Regions from separate parts of the Zea mays genome. Here region 2 is linked to region 1. A link is a contact called in public Hi-C data. All regions are on one chromosome and are shown on one strand. Each heading gives the region's core, a stretch centred on a gene start, on an enhancer-like site or on the middle of the called end of the contact. The rest is flanking DNA. Distances are from core to core; before and after follow the strand shown.

The links. A called contact is a pair of places that touch in the nucleus more often than the background predicts.
Region 2: a Hi-C map of tassel shows a contact between it and region 1, with 2.4 times the contacts expected there. The contact joins the promoter of LOC100382048 here to the promoter of LOC100280974 in region 1. A contact is called at or near these places in 3 of 25 Hi-C or Micro-C datasets (ear, leaf and tassel).

What each region holds. Positions count from the first base shown.
Region 1 is chr3:23,248,518-23,254,538 of Zm-B73-REFERENCE-NAM-5.0, reverse strand. It overlaps LOC100280974 (JAG), which reads left to right and starts at 2,658. Exons shown (of 5, transcript NM_001399073.1): 1 at 2,658-2,745; 2 at 3,310-3,416; 3 at 3,709-3,837; 4 at 3,940-4,033; 5 at 4,147-4,804. The coding sequence starts at 2,744. The coding sequence ends at 4,621.
Region 2 is chr3:23,429,709-23,435,729 of Zm-B73-REFERENCE-NAM-5.0, reverse strand. It overlaps LOC100382048, which reads right to left and starts at 3,470. Exons shown (of 10, transcript NM_001394902.1): 1 at 2,917-3,470; 2 at 2,425-2,562; 3 at 461-646. The coding sequence starts at 3,375.

The DNA.
Region 1 (6,021 bases), core at 1,409-3,908:
CATGCATGTACTGTGGGTCTAAGAGTCTCTTGTCAATAAAACATTTTCTAGAAGTAGTAGGTGCTACCATTCATGCAAGTGAAGGATCGTCTTTAAATTCAAAAAAGGCAACGCCGTCAATTGTACAAGTGAGAAACCGCCAGTTTCTTTTACAAGCTCTGACGGATGGATCAAATCATCAAAGTCAAGACGCGAAGCAAATCACGAGGAACCCTGAAGCAGCCGCCTGGGTACGCAGTATATATTGCAGCTCCCCTGACTTGACCCGCAGTAAATTAACTGTCACAACGCCGCAGCGTGCATGTACTTAGGGGTCACAAGCATGTCTCGATCGATCCCTCTCCATCTTTTCTTCTTCCTGCTGCAAGCGGCCGGCAGGTCCCCGTGCATCGTCCTCCTATCACGCACCAGCCTTCTCCGTTGTCTGGCCTTGCATGGGCAGGCCAAGCTAGCCACTGACCTCTACTTGTATATGTCCTTTACTAAATCCAGAGAGGAGAGAGAGAGCGCGCGCTGGAAATTAAAACTCGTAGTGCATGTCAATACGTACAGGAGTTCGTGTTATTCCTACTCTCAAGTCTTAGGCCTGTTTTATATAGTAGCTCTATGCAATGAAGTTCAACGAACTATAGAAGCGAGACATTTTATCTCCTTAAAATAAAATGAATAAAAGTCAACGCAGCCATTTTTTTTCTTCATTGGCTTCTTTGTGCACTGTACAACAAGCAAGGGGCGGACAAAGCCGAGCCCACCGCGCGCGTCTTGGATATCTAGTGTTTTCCTCACATAAAAACATTTATTTACTAGTAATGTATTTCGAATACTATACTACCCATAGCAAAAAAAACCTAAATCATGGGGGAGTTTCACCTGAAAACATTTATTCACTAGTAATGTTTTCCTTACTTCTATACCACCATAAATCTGATGTGACATCGGGTCTATTTGGTTCAACTTTTTTTTTCTGAGAAACATTTATGATAATTTAGCTGTGGAGAGAATCTAAGTATTGTGTATATTACGGACGTAGTAAGATAAAAGTGTCCATATGGTTTAAGATGCAGAAAGTTACGGTTTCATATTATCGCAACGACTCGGTCGATTAGGTGTTCAAGTTGATTTTGGACGGTTTTGACTAAAATGATTCTCATGAAAGTAGGCTAAAAAGCTATACGTTTGATAATCTATAAAAGATTCTAATGACTAGAAGCTGAAATAAATAGTATCATCTATTAATCTATTATCGTTCATCTATGCTACCTTACTATACTTATTTTTATACAAGTGTTTTCATTGTTAGTTCTAGATGACATGATATTTATAACTTCTCTCTCATGTCCCCCCTCCTCTAGAGGGCTAAACTCCGAGTAGTACTTGACACCAGCACTTGCTAGCTACCATGTAGCAATAGTATAGCCCAGCTCAAAGGCTAAGAAAGCATGCATGCAGCCCTAGGCCATAGCCTGATCAATAGCTCGATCCCTTGTGCTTGTGCATTCTATGCCCATCTCAACTAAATACTGGAGCAGGGCTTTGTAAGAGGTGCCCTTGTCTTTATTGCTCTCTCTATCTCTCTCTCTCTGCCTCTCAGCTGAGCTGCATGCATGTCCTACACCAGCACAGGATGAGGGAGAACGAAGCATACAAAGGACACACAGGTCTATCACCTATACATGCATGTACAGATGTATGTGTGCATGTGCATGTCTGATGTCTGTGTTTTATTCACGTTCGCAATGCAAGATCTAGGGGGTGTTTGTGAGAAGAGCTCTAGCTTACTCCATTTAATGATGCATGCAGCAGCCAGCAGGAGATGAGAGGCCCCAGCTAGCACATCCGTAGCTGCTGGATGAAAACACATACTCCAGCGCGGTGATAAGAGCGTGATGGTGTTGTGGCCTGTGGGGCTTTCCTGCTTAGACTAGAGGGTGTGTGTGGATGCTACGGTCTCAGTGTCTCACAAACATGCATGGCGAGACATGTGGAGTTGTAGACACTCTCTCTCGCTCGGTCTCTTCCTGGGCTCCTGGCCGGAGAGGAAAGAGAACCGCGAGAAGGCCGGATACTCCTACAAGGCATACAGCAGCATTTGGATTTGCAACCATCACATAGTCCAAGGATCACATCTGCTAGTAGTAGCTGCTTTCAGCACAGCAGCATCTTGAGAGGTGTAGAGAGGCTGTGAGAGGGATCGGGGGGCAGCAGACTATAGGTGTGTGTGCGTGTGAATGTGTGCTAGTAGAAGAGGAGAGAGAAAGGGACGGCTGTTCGCAGAGCACACAGATGAACTGATAGAGAACTTTCAGGTTTTCCACTCTCTTTCTCTCCCTCCCCACATTATAGCTGTACTGGAGTACTCTCTCCCTCTACGCCCCAAACCAACACTTTAAAGATCACAGCCTTTTCCCCTATGCATTTGCTGCTACGAAACTGCGTTGTCTTTTTTGCTTTTGTGCCATCAAACTGCACTAGTAAACCGTAATACTCTACTCAGTACTCACATCACATGCTCCCTGCTACCAGCACTCCAGCAGTGTACCATAGCTGCGAGTACTGATCTCTCTCTCTCTCCTACCTGCTCCCCGGTCCCTTCTCTTTCTACAACTCCAATCCACCATCCGATATATATCCCCTTCCGGCCACTTCTGTTTTCCCTCAATCCCCTTCCAAATCTTCATTGCACATCTCATAGTGTGTTCAGCTGTCTCCTTCCCCGCTGGCCTGCTCTCTCTGCTGCTCCACCATGTAAGAACCACAACTACCCCCTCGTCACTTTTCTGGTGGTGTGCTTGCATTATTCTTCTCCATGTCTTGTGCATATCTTCTTCTGAGCCACTATTGTCGTCTGCCTCTCTCTCTCTGTGTGTGTGCGCTTCCTGTTTATGTGTGCATATCTGTTGTGTTCTCTTCTTTTTCCTGTTCATCAGCCATTTCTCTTGGGTGTTTTTTTGTTTGCTAGTACATGCATAGTGCTGAGCGCCTGAGCTCTTAATCAGCTTGTGCTATCAAAAGGCAGGAATCTGGATCTTCGTGAACAGCTTGTTTGTCTACATGACAAGATCGTTCTTGTACTACGCACAATTTTGCTACTCCATTTTTTCCTCGCTGCTTCTACTGTAGTAGTTGCACACATCTTGTTCATCATATCTGAGATCCTATATGCTCATGCTTGTGTATATATAGGATCTGCATTAACATTGTGATTCGTTCTATATATATACATAAAAAGAACTGTCGCTCCTCGGCCGGCCAAGAAGCCAAGAACTTAATTTGTTTTGTCTGTTCGTCCCCATGGCGTGTGGACTCCAGGAGGCAAGTAGGGAGCCCATTGGACCTGAACAACTTGCCGGAGGAGTACGGCAAGCAAGCGGTAGAGAGCTCCACGACCACCGCCACATCAAGCTCCCATGCAGTTAGTAAGGAACTACAGCACTAATATTCTCTTCTTCGATTTGAAGGTGAAGTAGTTCTAGTTGCGTCATGAAAGAAAGTCCTGCAATTGAACAGCAATGGAGTTCTAGCTTTTTAAAAGTTCTGTCCTTTTAATATTTCCGGCTACCTAGTTTGCAGAACTAATATGCTAAGTCTGTTGATGCGAAGGATTCCTCATAAATGATATAGAATATCAAGGATAAAAGATTCTAGTCACTTTCTAGTTTCTACACTTTGTAGCGCATAAGGGACTGATATCAATGTATGTGTGTTCAGGGACAGGGATAAAGAAGAAGGGCGATGGAGGGAAAGACGATGCTGCAAAGGTGTATGAGTGCCGGTTTTGCTCCCTCAAGTTCGGCAAGTCTCAAGCGCTTGGCGGCCATATGAACCGCCATCGACAAGGCAAGATCATACACCACTATAGCCCTAGCTCATTACACAATGCTTACATTTCCTTGTATTTTATGGGTTTGTTAATATTGATTTCTGGGCTTCCTCTTCCAGAGAGGGAGACTGAAACCCTCAACCGTGCCCGGCAACTCGTCTTCGGCAACGAGAGCCTCGCCGCCATCGGGGCGCAAGCGCAGATGACGATGACGTAAAGCATGCATATACTCACTCGATCTACTGCAGAAGATCACCATATCGCGCCTTCTCTTTGATTAGGGTTTGTCAGTATTTCTCACACACGTTGCAATTATGTGGGTACAGTTTCAGGGATGTAAATATGGCTGGCGCTGCCCCACCGACCGTATTGGGAGGAAACTTCCGGGGAGGCGCCAGCGCCACCGGTGGCAGCAGCGTCGGCGACCCGTGTCTCCCGTTCCGGCCGGTGCATCCGGGGCTATCGTCGCAGCCTTCGTACCATTACCTCTACACGGCGCCATCCACACTGCACCCGATGAGCTACCCGCCGGCGACGTACCCGGGCCCTCCTCGTCAGCCTGCGGTCGGCGACTATGTCATCGGTCACGCAGTCTCCGCCGGTGGCGGTGACGCACTGATGCAGTCGACGCACCGCAGCAGCTTCTCTTGCTTCGGAGCTCCACTCACCGCTCCGCCGGCAGCAGCGGCGGCGGGGGCTGCTGCTGCTGCTATGAACGTGCAGGCCGACAAGCTTAACTGCAACTGCAGCTTCGGCTGCGGTGGCCACAGCAGAAATAATAACGTGAATGCGTCCACTTGAGCAGATGCGGACCGCACGCTGTGGTTAATGCATGCAATTAAGTCAGTGTAAAGAGCCAAGAAATTAAATTAGATGATGCGTGTTTTCGACATTAAAGACAGAAGTGTTCTGAGGATCTACTTCTATATGAATGCCTGCAATGGATCCCTGAATCTAAACTAAAAATCTTCAGTTTTGCATGAATTGTTGGTTTTGGTACTCACATAGTACAGAACATATATTTCACAACGGATGTTTGCAAAAATGGAATGGAGGAAAAACAAAGTAAATTTAGAGGATTCAATTCCTATTGAAAAGTTTTCCTATGATAGACTTTGGAACAAAGAATCAAATCTTATCAACTCCATTAAAATTTCTATGGAATGACATCCTTTACAGTAATTTTAGAGGAAAATAAGCACGAGGTCCAACCTCATGTTTTCTTTCCTTTGTGTCTTGCATTTCTATGTTTTTCGTGCTTATGGTCCAATGTTTTATGACTTTCCTATGTTATAAATTCTTGTAGGATTACAATGGCATGAGCATTCTAATCTAGTGTTTTTCTTATTCTTGCGTTTTGGAAATCATGTGTTCCAAAGTCAATCTTTCAAAAAAAAGTCAAATTAATATACACAGATCATAACCATGACACTTTAACTTTATACATATAATTTCGTTAACATGCTGCTATGATCTTTATGCATGTTAAATGCTACTCCCTCTGTTTCAAAACGTGCGTCTAGGATTTTAGAAAACAAATATTGCAAACTATGACCATGAATTACTCAAACCATATGTATGTTTAGTGCGTAAAAGATGCATTATGGACTTCAAATTTCTAGTATATGTGTTTACGTAAGAATTTGGTTTTGTAATAATTGATAACATATTATTAAAAAAAACTAATGATCAACATCAAAACTAGGGAAGGCAATGGAGAATTCCCCATAAGGGAATACCTCTCTATCCTCGTCACCGCGGAGATCCCCACGAATGTTTGCGGAGAACATTTCTTCCACATCCCTGTTTCCCGCGGGGATAAATTTCTGACAAGGATCCCCTTCCTTGCTTAAATTAAAATTATGACATACATCATTTGTTATTAATGCAAAACATTATCGCTTATACACATTGTCAGATATAATAAATCATTATGTATACATCGAAATGAACATATTTGTACAATAAGTCATCTCTTGACATGATAATTATTTATTTTTATCACTAACTGGTACAAGAAAACATCATCATATACAAGTTTAACGGGTCCCACGGGGAAGGGATGGAGAATGCTTTCCCATCCCCATCCCTGTTTACCCGTCGGGGGAAGAAATTTCCCCGTTTACATTCCCGTCCCCTAATGGAGGAATTGCCCATTGCCATCTCTAATCGAAACATAACTTGAAATGTAGAGAGTGTTT
Region 2 (6,021 bases), core at 2,221-4,720, 180 kb before region 1:
AAGACTAGAACTTGATGTACATGGCACTACAAAGCACATACTCCTATCTATAAACGTGGAATGTCAGCATATTGCTCAAATAATATAAAATTTGCACGATCTACATAGTTGTTCTTCACAAGATGGTGTATAAACATAATAGCACAATACATTACTAACAGACACCAGTAACAGGGATGTCCAGCTCAACACATATGATAAAACATATGGCATGGCATTGGCATGTCCAGTTTATCTGCTATCTCAGCGCAAGTTGCAGACGAATAAAATTAATTAAACAAAATGTACATTTTCATCCGTTCACCTAGATGTTCACTTGTTAAGAATAATACAGCCATGACCCATTTCATATCCAACAAAAGGAATAAGATTCCAACTGGAATATTATTTGTATTTAGAAACACATGTACATTATACATCCTAGGATGATAGTTAAAAGTCAACATGACTTGAATGTTACCTGGGCCCTTGGAGACTGTTGTGCAACCTTCTTTGAACCCTTAGGGCCAGCTGATGGACCTGACAATTCAGACATGATGCTATCTATGCACCACAAAACAAAGTCTCCCAGGGCATCAGAAGATCTTTGACTGATCCAATCACTCACAGTCTTGATCACAGCCTCAGATATATGGCACAGTGGGATCTGCTCAACACAGTTATTAGTTAGACACATACCGAAAATGAATAAGAAAGAAAAATCAGAGGCATTATCATCATTAAATCTCATACTGTAATATAAAATACAATCATGCTCATGAAGCCAGAACAATAGTGCCAACCACCATCAGTACACGGGAACATTAATTGCAAGCATAGATAGAATTACATAATAACAAATCAATGTGACCAATGAAGGATTATAACTTCATCCTAATATGGAAAATGTTGCTAAAAATATATAGTAATTAAATAACTTGACCCAGCTGTATACTGCAACACAATTGACTAGCAAAATTCGTGTAATCAAGTCGATATTCTTGGCATGCACGTTATAATCATCACATTGATGGCCAGGCCTTGCCTGAGGGGGGTCGAGCAGGGCAACCGATCTGGGCCCCCAATTCCCAGAGGCCCCACCCTAGTGCATACGGGGACGATAGGCAGCTAGGCAGGCTGCATCCCACAGGCAAGCAACACAAGGCAATACTGAACCTGAACGCTAGGGCACGCCGCACCTGCGAGCGTGATTATCTTACGGCGATAGTCCCGCTGTCCAGGTTCTTGCTTCTGTCTTACTTCTATTTTTACCGCTCAAGTTTTTCCATGACAAATTGAATTATTTTAATTAGCTGATACATAGTAAAAAAAAAAAAGTAGTTCCTGTGGTATTGGGGCCTCAGTCTATAATCCTGTCGTGGGCCCCTCAAAACTTAGGAACGGCCCTGGTGATGGCCAATCAGGACTCACGCATTCGGAGCGCCTACCTGCCACCATGCAGGGAACATGCATGTTACTGTAATAATAGGGTGGCCTCAATCACTTTCCTCAGTTGGTTATCTGAGTTTGTTAAGATACGACAAATGTGTCATAACGGTTTCCCAAACCGGAGACGTTAATGCATAGATATTCCAAATTTTAGCGCGAAACATAAAAACACAAATACATCACTACGTGCGGCTAAAGCACAGTAACGTAACATGAAAACATAAACCTCCAACAGGCAGCAATTGCGTCTAAGCATGAGCTGAAAAAAATTGATCACGTGCATATAAACCAGAGACGTTATTGCACAGATTCTCCAAATTTTGGCGCGAAACATAAATACCAAATGCATCACTACGTGCAGCTACAGCACAGTAACGTAACATTAAAACATAAACATCCAACAGGCAGCAATTGCGTCTAAGCATGAGCTGAAAAAAATGATCACATGCATATAAACCAGGGACGTTATTGCACGGATTCTCCAAATTTTGGCGCGAAACATAAATACCAAATACATCACTACGTGCAGCTACAGCACAATAACATAACATTAAAACATAAACCTCCAATCAACAGCAATTGCGTCTAAGCATGAGCTGAAAAAAATGATCACATGCATATAAACCAGAGACGTTATTGCACGGATTCTCCAAATTTTAGTGTGAAACATAAATACCAAATACATCACTACGTGCGGCTACAGCACAATAACATAACATTAAAACATAAACCTCCAATCAACAGCAATTGCAACTAAGCACAATCTGGAAAAAAGTTTCGCATGCATAAAAAACCAAAGACCTTAATGCATGGATTTTCCTAATTTTGGAGTGAAACATAAATACCAAATGCATCACTACGTGCGCTACAGCACAGTAGAGTAACATTAAAAAAATAGACCTCCTACAGACAGCAATTGCATCTAAGCAGTCTGAAAAAAAATGATGACATGCATAAATAGATTCCAGAACAATATCTAGTGATATGATAACTCACATCAACCATCTTGGACACTGTTGATTCTTTGAACATCTTTGCCCATGGAAATTGAGATGCGCTCACAGCTGCAAATGCCCGGCCAAAGTAATCAGCAAACCTCATGAGCTGAATGTCCTGTTGATTCTCGTACGATGCCTGCACAGAACAAATAATCAGAATATACATACACAACAGAAAGTGTACCAACCTTTTGCAGGCTAATCCTAATACCAAAGCCCAGAGCTCCCCGAGATCCATCTTTACATCCTAAGATCCGACTTTCAGGCAAGGCAACAGTACTATATTGGATAGAATTTTGGTTCAACTTGATCCGAAACCCGGTACGTCCTAGCATTTCGTCGGAATTTCATCAATTCCAGCGAGATCCGTCGCTAAACCCTACCCAGATCCGATCCGTAAAAAGACAAAACCTTGATCCGGACCATCATCACAAGATCTCATTTTTTTAACAGGAATTCGACGGGGAGGAGAGGTTTGACGCGGCCTTACCGAGATCTCGAAGAGGTGCGCTGCGAGGTTCTCGGCGTCGATCAGGACGGCGGCCTCGGCGACCGTCACCTTCGGCTTCTTCACCTTGGGCTTCTTAGGCTTCTTGACCTCTCCCTCCTGGCGCGGGGCAGCGGCCTCGTCGGAGTCGTCGTCGTCGGAGTAGGCGGCGCCCGTGGCAACGGCGATCCGCGCGTCGTCGAGGTCGGCCGCCCTGGAGGCGAGCTGCTGCTGCAGCGCGCGGTGGCGCTCCTGGGAGCGCTTCTCGACGGCGTCGAAGACGCCGCCAGGCTTGCCGTTGGACTGCAGCGCCAGATCGGGCGCCGTGGTGCGGGGCGGCTGCGCCTGCTTGCGGTTGCGCTTGGGATACGACACCGTCTGCCAGCCGTGCGAGGGGTCGGAGGAGGCGGCCGCCGCCATGGAGGAGGAGGAGGAGGCGCCCGCGAGGTCGTCCATCGCCATAGCTGCCACGCGCGCGAGGAGGGGGAGGCGAGACTCCTCCTGGCTTTCGAGAGGCGACGAGCAGGAACAGGAAGGAAGAAAGCAGCTGTGAGAGAGACGAGGACGAGGGATGCGCAGGCGTGGCTGGATTTTATTGTGAACGGCGAGCCGAGGGTGCCGCGTGCGTCGCGTGCACTGCACCCCGTCTGTCCTCTCTCCGCCCCCGCTCCTCGCCGCTCTGGTCACTCACAACACACAGTCACACCTCCGTTTTTCCGTTTCCTCGCTGTCTCGGGCGTGATCTTGTGAGACTTCTTGGCTGCTATCTTTTCTTCTAGCTCGTTCTTTTCTCTGGTGCAGCTTTCCGGTTCTGTTTGTTTGGAAACAACTTCGGTGACGCTGACATGAGCTGGCCGTGGATATAGATGCGGTTCCGTCGACCATGGATGGGTACGTACAATTGCTTAAAAAAGCTGCCTGCTCTTCTTCACACTGTCGTACGAAGCTCATGAGTAGGGCTGTAAAAAAGCAGTTGTCCCAGATTAATTAAACTATATAATAAAGATGGATAATAGATAATTTTACTTAAAATGTTAAATGATGATTATATTTTTCACATTTAAATACTATTAAATTACTATATAATACAATATTATTTATCAAGATCCATCTCGCGAGGCAATTTCGAGCTAAGCCGAGCCTGAGCTCGTTGAATGAATGAGCCAAGCCGAGTCGAGTTTGGTCTGTCAACGAGTCAAGCCGAGCCGAGCCGATGTGAGGATCAAGAAGGGGATAGCTGATGAAGACTCGGTGGCGGGAAAGACAACTCGACTGAGGAGGCCCAATAGTCGAGTCTATGGGCCACAGTGGGGCCACATCGTGGGCTGCCCTAGAAGATGAACGGACGGTGAGAAATTACTCGTCGAATTTGTCGCTAGAGTTGGGTGTGAGGAAAATGGGTCTCGGACCATTTGGCTCAAAAGGTTTTGGTGTTTGATGATCAACATAACCTGTGAACTAATAAGTTTGCTAGCGTTTATAATTGTAGTTTACAGGATGCTAAAGTGACTTGGACTAAGGCATTGAGGAAAGCAACACATCAAATGAAGACATTATGAAGATCAACAAGTATCAAGCAAAGTCTAAGAAACGAAGAAAAGTGTTGTCACTGGTGGACTGTCAGGTCGAGGACACCAGACTGTCTGGTGCACCAGGGAATATTAGTCCAACGACTAGTTCCTAGTGGCACTGTGGAGGAGGGCCCAGACTGTCAGGTGCAAAGGCTGACAGCCAACGGTCGACTGACAGATCCAACGACTAGTGGTGCACCGGACAGGACACCGGACTGTCCGGTGCCTACCACAGGACTGTCTGGTGTGCCGCAGAAAGCTGCAGTTTTCCTCCAACGGCTATAATTGAGTTGGGGCCAATAAATACATCATCCAACCGACCATTTGAAGGTGTAAGAGCCCTAGCAACATACCAAGGCATATCGTATACATTTCCAAGTGCTCATACACCCAAATGCTTAATAGAATCACTCGGTGATTAACGTAGGTGCTTTGCGAAGTGCTTGGATTAGTTAGACCGCATTAGCGTTTGCTCTAGGTGAATCCTAGTTAGTTGAGTGAGTTTAGAAAAAACACACAACCCCTCGGCTCTTGCGTGAGCTGTTGTAATTGTATCGAGTGGGACGAGAGTCTTGCGAGATCGTGACAACCGTGTTTATGTCACGGCTACCACCGTGTACCGGAAGGAACGAGGCCCACGAAGTTTCGGTCGGAAGCTCGATAGTGGAGACAACGGGGAGCGTCCGAGAGGAGCCGGAAGCGGAGCACCACTTGCGCGTGGAGAAGGCCTGCATCTCTCTATGGAGTTACTCGATCGTGGTGCTTGGCCATCGCGTGGGCTACCCTTTGCGTAGAGGCACCAACGAGGATTAATCGGAACCTTGCGTGGTTCCGGATACCTCGGTAAAAATACCGGCGTCATCCACGAGAGTTTGCATCTCTACCTTACTCTTTACCTTCCACATTTAAATTGAGTATTTAAGTTTCAATCCTGTCTTTTTGGTACATTGTTTAGATTGAAACTGAGCCTTTGCGGTAGAGATAGCAACACTTAGACAAAACCTAGTTTGCACATTCTAGTTTGATTATTTGTATATGTTTTGCTCTAGGATTTATTTGTGGCCTAGTTTAAAGAAAGTTTTAGAAGTACTAATTCACACCCCTCTTAGGCGTCACCGTTTCCTACAATTGATATCAGAGTCTGGTTTGGCTCATTTGAAACGATTTAGCTTCACCGCTAAAAGAACCGACGCTTTTTAGAGAAAGGGGGTGGATACCCATAGGCCACCACACTTCACGGCACTAACTTCCCATATTATAGTGCTAGAATGGCTTGTTACTTAGAGGCTGTTGATCTAGGTGTTTGGAGAGTCACTCGTGACGGGATGAAACCACCCAAGAATCGCGAGAAACCCACCACAAGTGAGGAAAAATAAATTCATTTAAATGCTAGAGCCAAAAATTACTTGTATGAATCTCTTAGCATGGATATTTTTAATCATGTTTTTACATTAAAAATTGCTAATGAGATTTGGCTAAAATTGCATGCCTGTTTCCTACATTTGGGAGAAACTCGAACTTCGACGAGCTGGTCATA